Regions from separate parts of the Sus scrofa genome. Here region 1 is linked to region 2. Evidence: chromatin contacts called from public Hi-C data. All regions are on one chromosome and are shown on one strand. Each heading gives the region's core, a stretch centred on a gene start, on an enhancer-like site or on the middle of the called end of the contact. The rest is flanking DNA. Distances are from core to core; before and after follow the strand shown.

Region 1 (4,777 bases), core at 758-3,257, 93 kb before region 2:
ATCTGAGCTGTGTCTGTGACCTACACTGCAGCTCACAGCTACACCGGATCCTTAACCCGCTAAGCGAGGCCAGGAATCGAACCCACATCCTTATGGATACTAGTCAGGTTCGTAACCCACGGAGCCACAAAGGAAACACCTAACATTTTTCTCAGACATGTTTTAAATTTGATTATAGCTGGAAATATTAATGGTACGGGCGTCTCAGTCTCAACAAAGAGCTTCTCCTGGCCTAAAGGTCCGAGGCATTTCCAGGAGGAAAGAGAGTATCCTGCTCGTGTCACTGACTGGCTAGAAACCCTCCATGGCTCCCCACTGCCCTCAGATGCAATACTTGCTAACATCTCTTATAGATATTAGCGAGGGCTGTGCGAGGCATGTGGCAGGTATTACCTCATTTAAGTCTCAAAATCATTCAGCCCATTGTACAGATGAGAAAGCTGAGGCTGAGATGTTTAGGGGCTTCTGTGAGCTGCACTACACAGTGTCGGAGCTGGGATAAACCCCACACCTACCAAGGCCACCATCCAGCTTTCCCCCTCCCTTTCCTGTAATTCCCATCCCCGTGAAATAGCCCAGGCCCCTCCCCCGGCACCCCTCCCCCACCTGACTAGGGGACGTCCCCAGATCAGGCGGCATTCTTGTCGTGGACTTCACCTTCTCAAGACCAGGGACAGGGATGTGGGCTCTGGATGCCAGGTGGACCCTTGCTGCACCCAGCGCACAGTCTAGTACCCACCAGGGAGGGCAGTAACTACGTGTGGCGTGAATCATTTCATACTGGAGTACCACTTTGATTCTTTGCCACCCAAGAAAAATTTAAAAGCCTCCCAATGAGGTCTGCATCTTCTCATGCTTGATGGCACGGCAGGGCCACCTGCAGAGCCGGGTAAAACCCAGCCTGAGTGCCAGCGGGTCTGGACCACGGGTTCTGCATTCCCCTCCGGCTCTGGAGTGCTGCTGCTGCCTGCCCTGGCCTCACCCTGCAGAGACCTCTGCTCCCTGCACTTGAACCCAGGCTTGGGAAGCCACACTCTAGCCAATTCATGACACTTAGCCAGAGGCTTATCTACATTCAGGACGCTTCAAAACTCTGATCCACCACATTTAAAAAAAAAAAAAAATGGGGAGTTCCTATTGTGGCGCAATGGATTAAGAACCTGACTAGCATCCATGAGGATGAAGGTTCGATCCCTGGTCTTGCTCATGGGGCTAAGGATCCGGCATTGCCGTGAGCTGGGGTGTAGGTCGCAGACGCAGCTCGGACCCTGGGTTTCTGTGGCTGTGGTGTAGGCCGGCAGCTTCAGCTCCGATTCCACCCTGAGCCTGGGAACTTCCATATGCCGCAGGTGCAGCCATAAAAAAGCAAAACATAAAAAATAAAAATGAATGGACGCGTTCTCGTTTTCTATTTGAAGGAGTCCCTTGCTGTGGTGGGGGATTTTCCTCCGCATTGTGTGAAATGCCAGGAAATAAAATTTTAGGTGTGACTACCCAATCCTCAACTGGGCCACCGCCAGCTCACCACCACCGTCCCTCAGCGAGAACTGGGGCTCCCCGCCAGAGGGGCGACGCTCAGCCCCGAGTTACATTCTGACTTCTCCAAACAAGACACCGTTTGCTTCGGCCCGGGTGCATTCAAAAAAAAAAAATCCCTTAGACCCCACACGGGCGCAGGAACACACACACAAGCAACTTTCGGGGCGCGATGAATGTGCGGGTGTTTTTTGTGTCTCCCCGCCAGGGCCTGCGGGGAAGGCCCAGGGGACAGAGACGGTGCTGTCCCTCCGTGTGCGGTGGGGAAGGGCCCTGTGCCCCAGCGTGGCATCCCTGCCCGCCGGCGCGGGTGAATCACGCAGCCCGGGTCCTTTCCCAGTTACCGGTGCTATCGGAGCAGAGTGAAAAACCAGTAGCAGCTGGCAGGAAATGGGTGCGAACACTGGCCACAGATAAACTGTAGGCCTCTGCAGAGCGGCAGCAGATAGACTCTGAGACAGGAAGCCGAGCTGTCAGGCCTCAGCCCCTCGCCTGCTCACAGGGCCACTCCCGGGGCCTCGGAGGGCTGCATGCACCCGATAGCGCTCGGGGACACAGCTGTGGGGTCAGAACCGAGGGAGGTGCCGCCAGACGGGCACAGCCCACAGCCCGAGAGGGAAGTGAGCAGCCAGGAGGCAGGAGGAAGCACAGAGAAGCCCCCTGGCTGAGCGTCCCGGCTTCTGCCACGGACAGCAAGAGAGGCAACGGTCTAGCCAGAGGGCCTGTGATGAAATAACAGCCGCCCAGGGCTACCCTGCCAGGCTCAAGTCAGCTGCTGCCCATGCCTAGTAACCAGAGTCCCTGCAGCCAAATGACCAGTGCCCAGTAGGAGAGGGGGCCCAGGCCAACAGAGCATGTGCGGCACAGCAGCCCTGCTTGACAGGGCGCAGACCTGATATCTCAGCCGGCTCAAAGGACAGGCCCTCTGAAGGTCATAATGACACAGACGACAGTAGCTGGGCAGAGTACCAGACCCCTCGCACACATCGCCCCAGTTTTTGGTTTTGGTCTTTCTTTTTGGCTGCCCCACGGCATATGGCATTTCTGGGCCAGGGATCAGATCCCAGATGTAGTTGCAACCTACGCTGCAGCTGCAGCAATGCTGGATCCTTAACCCACTGTGCTGGGCCGGGGATCCAACCTGTGTCCCAGCACTTCCCTGCGCTGCAGTGGGAATTCCTAGGGTACCACTTAGTGCTCATGCACATCCGGGAACGTAGGTTCGATGGCTCCCATCTTACAGATGAGCAAACGGAGACTCAGGGGAGTAGTGCTTAGAAGGTCTGACTCCAATCTCTGTGCTATACACAGAGTTACACAGCCTCTCTTCATGGGGAGCCCCTGGGGGCGGGGAGGGAGGGAGAGAGGGGAGGTGAGCAGAGCCCACCCCTGAGGGCCTGTGGTCAGTGTTTCGGAATATCCCCCCTGGCCTCGGGGGGATGCTGGCCCATGCATCCAGCGAGAGGGGACCCAACCTCTTGGCACCCCAAAGCACACCCGGGGTTCTCCCAGAAGCAGCCAGAGCAGGTGCCCTGCTGGCCACCCGCTTCTCCGTGACACCTTCATGACACGCTTCATCGTCCGCACTTGAACTCCCGAACCAGGTCTCAGCTTCTGAGCCAAAAGAGGCTCAGCTGGGAGGGTGGACTCAGCCTTCCCAGGCCTTCTCCAGGCTCTCTCTGCAGGCAGCACCACTGTGAGGGGCAGGGGTCCCTTTCCTGCCCCTGAGAAGCAGCGCCCCTGCCCCCCGGGGTGAGCAGCCCCCTCCGCTGGCACCAAACCGGGGCCATCTCTTAGCAGGACGGGAGTTCAGCTGGGCGACTGACTCACCCTTGTTCCTGGAACTGTCTGAAGGCGGGAGAGGATGCTGTGGGTAAGTTCTAACTGTATCATCTGGGCTGGGGCCGGTAGCAGATGGTCCTTAGGAAAAAAAAATACTTCCATGTGGGCTTAAAATAGCACAGCACTCACCATCAGCTGAATGGGGAAATGTACGAGCCTGTCGGTCACGGGGGTGGGCTCTGCAGGCTGCAGGTTGGGACACGGGGCTCAGGCACCAGCCTCGGCAGCAGGGCTGGGGAGGCGGGAAACAGAGGCCGTGTCTCCCCCTGTCTGCCCAGCCGGTGGGAGGCAGGTGGCGGTAGTGTCGGCCGCCCCACGAGTGACCGTGTGACCCACAGCCACCGAAAGGCCCTGGGGCCTGAGGGACACATGGAAGCGGTGCTAGAGCGGGGCTGTGAGCCTCGGAGTCTGCCCAGAGTAAATCTCAGATCTGCCACTCACAGTTTGGGTGCCCTGGCCCAGGTCGCTTCCTCTTTCTGCGCCTCGGTTCCCCTATCTCGGAAATGGAGTGAACGCAGCAACGGTGGGGGGGGGGGGGAAACAGAGGAGAGTCTGCAAAGCGGCTCACAGCTCTGGCAGGGGGGTCTCTCTCCCCGAGGCAGAACTGGCCCTAGGCCTTGGCGTCCCTTTTCTGCAAACTCCCTTTGTGTCCTTGGTTAAACCATGCCAAGGTTTGGCGAGGAGAAGTGACAGCTCTGAAAGTCTGGGTCTAATGTTACACCCTCGGGGCGATGCTGTGTGCACTGGGAGGGAACTGATGACAGGAAAGGCCCGAGGGGCTGTGATGGGTGGAGGAGGGTAGCTTACCCCAGAACAGGCAGCCCAGCCCGGCTCAAGCCAGCAGCCCTGGGCCCCAAGGGCCCCGCAGGTGGCCCTGCCTCCCTCCTGACGCCCCAGAACTCAACAAACAGAGCCCCCATCTTACTGTCTCTGAGGACAGGGGGTGGGGGTGGGGTCCTCCCCCAAGGGAGCCAGCAGGCTCTCGGGTCGCTGGTCCAGGACAGGAGGTCGGTCTGAGGGTAAGCGGCTCCCTGTGTCCTTTGGGATGAGCAGTGAGCTGTGCCAGTACATGTGTGACACCTGGCTCCGCAAGGGATCAAACACGTCACTCTGATGTGAGTCATTTCTCTCGTGGTGTAAATCCTCCCCGCCTGGTCAGTGGGATCCCCGAACGTGGAGCTGGGAAAACGCTGCAGGATCAGCAGCCTCCAGCTCCAATGCCCAGCTGGTGACCAGTGAGAAACAGACCACCGTGCTAATGGTTAAGACGACGCTTCAGTTAGACTGGGTGGTTAACTGTTAACTCAGTTAACGTGGTTAAGGCCCACCTCTGCTTGCCAGCTGTGTGGCCTTGGGCAAATTACCTACCCACTCTGGGCCTCCTGCGGGAAGTGGGGCT
Region 2 (4,699 bases), core at 1,382-3,881:
AACCCAACTAGCATCCCTGGCCTTGCTCAGTGGGTTAAGGATCCAGTGTTGCCGTGAGCTGTGGTGTTGGTGGCAGATGTGGCTCAGATCTGGCGGAGGCTGAGCTGCAGCTTCAATTCAACCCCTAGCCTGGGAACTTCCATACACCATGGAGCAGAGGCGAGGGGGTGAGACATCCTGGAGGCCAGCTGGGAGGAGGCCTGTGCTTCCAGGATGGAGTCCGGAGAGCAAGTCTTCAGTGCAGGTGGCCTGCTTCTCTCAGTCAACCATGGGGAGCTGCTTAGAGGCTTGGAGCAGGGGAACAGCAAGGTCCCCGTTTTGACCCTGGGATACAATGGCTCTGGCCTCAGTTGTAATTGGGTCCGCGCTGTGTCCTTACGTAGCCAAATGCCACCCTCCACGCCAAACTGTCACTCTTGTCTCATTCCACTTTGCCCTCACCACAGGTCTGTGGCATCACCTTTCTGATGCACACAGACAACAGTCAACGGAGGGGTGACTTTTCTAGCAACTGTGCATATTGTGTTTTTGCTTGGTTGCAGCATGACAGTGGAATCTCTCATAATCAGCTTCAACTGGTTCCAAGCCAGGGGACCCCCGGGCACTGGCCCAGGATGGTTGGAGTTCACGCCGGCTTATGCTGCTGTTCTTGCTGGTGAATGGTGTCCCCCGCTTCTCTCACAAATGTCCTGCTTTGGAAAATAAGTCATATGGCTACTTATGACTTTTATGTTTGGAAAATTGAGGCTGGGGGCTGCTGTATTCTGTGCATTTATCCCCCAGGGGGCCCTGTCCATGGGCTTTTTGGAGGAGAGCAGAGACTGGACCCCGAGTTTTTTATTGCTTAGCCTTGCAAATGCTGGATGGGGTGGCCACGGGGTGCAAATTTCCCCTTTGCTCAAGAATTGGACAAAACCCCAAGAATACAAAGAGCTATGTGCCCCCAAATTCCTGGGAAGCCTCCAATAACTGGGGCAGACTTGGAGGCAGCATAACCCCTCGGTGACTCTCCAGCACCCCTGCACCCTTACTGCCAGCCTAGGGGAGAGCAGGGAGGGGCAGGTCAGCCCTGGGGGGCCCGAGCTCCCAGTGAGAGGCTCCCCCTCTCCTCTGGCCTCCAAGAGCATCTCTGCTGAGGCCAGGGGTGCCTGGCCGAGCTCAAACCCCACTCCCAGGGCAGATGTCCGCTCAGGACGCAGGGAGACGGGAGTGGCTGAGACCTTTGTCTTCAACTGTAATTTCAAAAACAGTGCAAAGTGACCTTCGGGGCTCCTTTCTGGCAATAGCAGATTATGGGTCCATGAACATGACAGATGCCATGTCCAGGCCTCATAAAGTAACAAGCCCCTGCACCAGGATCCCAGGCAGTGTCCACACGGCTCCAACTGGGACTTTCACCTGCCGCCTCTGGCTCCTTTTCTTCCCCAACCAGATGCTCATTAATCCAGTCAGGTGTGCTTGGCTGGGAGCCCAGGGGACCGAGGCACCAACTGATGGGCCTTTCGCTGGAACTGCTGAAGGGCACACAGCACCTTTTCTTCCAAAGTCCGTCCGGCCTGGTCCCCAGTGGGTTTATTGACACCTGGCTTTAAGCTTTGGTGGCAAACGGTCTCCTCGGAGTGCGCCTTCAGGACACAGAGGCTTCGGATGCTGACGTGGAGACCTGAGTGCACAGGGGACAGGGGAGGCTGCCAAGGGGGCGGCAGCTCATCCTGGCAGTTCTCTCCCCGGCCCGGGGCTCTCATACCTGGCCGGCATCAGAATCCCCTGGGGGGCTTGCAGGAGCACACCTCCCCGGGGCTTCTGATTCACCGGCCTGGATGAGGTCTGAGAATCTTCACCCTTGACCGTCCCAGTGGCACTGATATCATGGTCCACGCTCGGAGAGCCTCTACCCTGGTGTCCTAGTGGGGGCAGGGCCGTCTGCCCCCTGGACATGGCCCCACCTGCCAGGCCCGGTCTGTGATGAAAGCTCCCCTGGCGGGGCCGCCGCAGGGGCTGCAAAGCTCAAAGGATTCGACCAGGAGGCAGCCCAGCCTGGTGCTTGTGGCTCTGAAGGGGAGACTCTGGGGAGAGGGGGCCCAGGTGGGCCAGGGGAGATTTTAGCAGAAGTGACATTTGAGATTGGGGACAAAGAAGGACCAGGCCACCAAAGGAGGATGAAGGGAGCCCCCGAGAGCAGGATGGACAGAGAAGCAAACCCCCACCCCGCACAGGAGAGAACTCTGTGGAGCAGCAAGCAGGTCGGTCAGGAGTGCTGTGACAGGAGCAGGGGTGACAGCTCAGGTGGGACAGCAGGTCGGTCACAACCTGCCAGGACCTGCAGCACCGTCAGAATCTGGACATCATCCCGAAGGCAGGGCAGCTGGGAAGGGTCAGAGGCGTGGGCTAATATCCGATCCTGGGCCCCAGGGGGCTGTGACTTCCCAGAGGGAACAGCCCTCGGAGGGGCCCGGGCTGGGGATCAGGGCACAGAACTGAGGCGGGAAGTGGGGGTGGGGGGAGGCGGGCTGGCTTAAATGACAAACATTGATTTCTCACAGTTCTGGAGGCAGGAAGTCCAGGATCACGCCATCGGTGGATTCAGTGCCCGGTGAGAGCCCTCTGCCCCTGGCAGGGTGGCAGCCGGCTCCTCACGTGGGGCAGGGGGGAGGAGCAAGCTGTCTGGTGTCTCTTCTTAGGAGGACCCTGGTCCCATCAGGGCGGCCCCTCCCTCACCGCCCCATCTAATCCCTGTCACCTACCAGAGGCCACCTGCAAACACCCACACACGGGGGTTAGGGCTTCAACACATGAATTTGGAGGAGACACCATCATTCGGCCCGCGGCAGGGGGATGGGACAAAATTCCAAGCTGGCGTTCACCTAAGTTTCCGGAGGGCTTTACATGGGAGGGAAAAAAACAAAAAACAGTGCTATCTAAGAAAACTGGGGCCGTCTTTGAGAAGTTCTGCGCTGCCTTCGCTCTATTCTGGTAAACTGCGGGTCACCTCTAAATACAGTTTTCTTCCCAGAAGCAGACTCAACAGAGGCACTGTCGGTTAAAAATTAAACAGCAAAACGCAACTCAGACCATGTGAAGGTCTTTTTTTAAAAAGTAATCGCAGAAAGCATCTGGTCTCGTGCCCTGAAGGTCGAGATCCATTCGGAAAAGGTCACAGTCTGGGCTCAGCGGTGGGTGTCTCATAGTCTAGCTTTCCCCCTCCCCAGGGTTCCTCGAGCAGCAAACCTCTTCCAGGACACACGGGGGCCTCCTCGCCCCGCTCCCTCGATCTGGGGGGATCTAGAGTCATTAGTCTCTTGTTTTAAAAGGAGAACCAGGGACTGCCCATCGCGTCTCAGTGGGTTACAAACCCGAGCAGCGTCCACAAGGATGTGGGTTCCATCCCTGGCCTCGCTCAGTGGGTTAAGGATCTGGTGTTGCCACAGGCTGTGGCGTGGGTTGAGGATGCAGCTCAGATCCCACGTGGCTGTGGCTGTGGCATAGGCTGGCAGCTGCAGCTTCAATTCCACCCTTAGCCTGGAACATCTATATGAAAAAAAAAAAAAAAAAGAAGAAGAAGAAAAGAAAAAGAAGAAAAATAAAAGCATAAAAGGAGAATCAGGGAATAGCCTTTGATGTAGAGAGTGTTTTCACTGCAGCCAACAGACGCATCTTCATTCCTTCTCGTGCCTCGTGCCACACCGTTGTTGTTTGAAGGGTCCAGGGGTGCAAAGGGTAAACCAGGCTCTGCTCCCCAGGAGCTTATGATGTGAGAACATTCCGGGGGTATTCAGCGGAGTTCAAAGAACCAGAACAGGTGAGAGGACAATGATGGCCTGAAAGCCACCATACCCACCTGCCCCAGGGATAAACCCCGAGCCCAAGGGACAGCCTGAACTTTCCGAAAAACCTCTCCAGGCTAACCTCTAGTTTTCCCAGATTCTTTGCAGCACAGAGTCAAGACATTCAAATAAAACAAAACATACCAAAAAAAAAAAAAAAAAAAAAAAAAAGCCCTCTTCCAGTCTTCAAGCTCCACTTTATGACCTAAAAAGCAAAATCTTTCTAAAGCATAACAAGCTACTTCAGCTGAAGAAAACAGCGAACTCTAAAAGGCCAGGAATCCAGCGTATGCCCTCTGTCACGTGAGCACCAAATACCGAGAAACCATCCGGGACGAGAAGGCCGGCCTAGAGCAGCTGCTTCAAAGAGGCTGTTCTTTAACCAAAGGCTTAACACGATGACCCTGGACACTCGGAGGGGAAGCAGGCTGAGAGCTCGGCTGGCTTGCCACGGAGGGCTGCGGAGGGCCTCTCGGTGGGATTCAGGCCATCGTCTCATTTGCAGAGACTGCCAAGTGTCAGCGGCAGCGATGGCCTTTAAAAAGAGCCAGGCATTGGCACCACATCGAAAAAGGAAAGGAAAGAAGCTCAAGATTCCCCAAGCTTAAAACTGCAGAATAAAGGATAAGTTTCCCCCAAATAAATAAAACAGATGCAGCCAGGTTAAAATCGGCGTGGTTGGCTGTTTTCCTTTTCTTTTTCATCTTTTTTATCTTTTTCCAGCCATGCCCTTGGCATATGGAGGTTCCCAGCCTAGGGGTAGAACGGGAGCTGCAGCTGCGGAGCTACACCGCAGCCACGGCAACCCTGGATCCGAGCCACGTCTGCAACCCACGCTAACAGCTCACGGCAACACCGGATCCTAAACCCACTGA

What was found. A called contact is a pair of places that touch in the nucleus more often than the background predicts.
Region 1: a contact with region 2 is called in a Hi-C map of liver, with 3 times the contacts expected there. The contact joins two enhancer-like sites. A contact is called at or near these places in 1 of 47 Hi-C or Micro-C datasets (liver) and 1 of 2 datasets of contacts at active chromatin or transcription factors (alveolar macrophages).

The regions. Positions count from the first base shown.
Region 1 is chr3:127,609,536-127,614,312 of Sscrofa11.1, reverse strand. No RefSeq gene overlaps it. Among named protein-coding and RNA genes, the nearest start is that of ID2, 110 kb to the right of the region's middle. Within about 2 kb of position 2,007, at least 34 of the 83 cell types and tissues checked have an H3K27ac peak or open chromatin away from gene starts, as enhancers often do. A contact at or near this core is called in liver, where this site is marked.
Region 2 is chr3:127,517,168-127,521,866 of Sscrofa11.1, reverse strand. It overlaps LOC106509912 (a long non-coding RNA gene), which reads right to left. Exons shown (of 3, transcript XR_002342872.1): 2 at 1-3,528. LOC102160712 (a long non-coding RNA gene) reads left to right here. Exons shown (of 2, transcript XR_002342867.1): 2 at 1-3,995. Among named protein-coding and RNA genes, the nearest start is that of ID2, 16 kb to the right of the region's middle. Within about 2 kb of position 2,631, at least 10 of the 83 cell types and tissues checked have an H3K27ac peak or open chromatin away from gene starts, as enhancers often do. A contact at or near this core is called in liver, where this site is marked.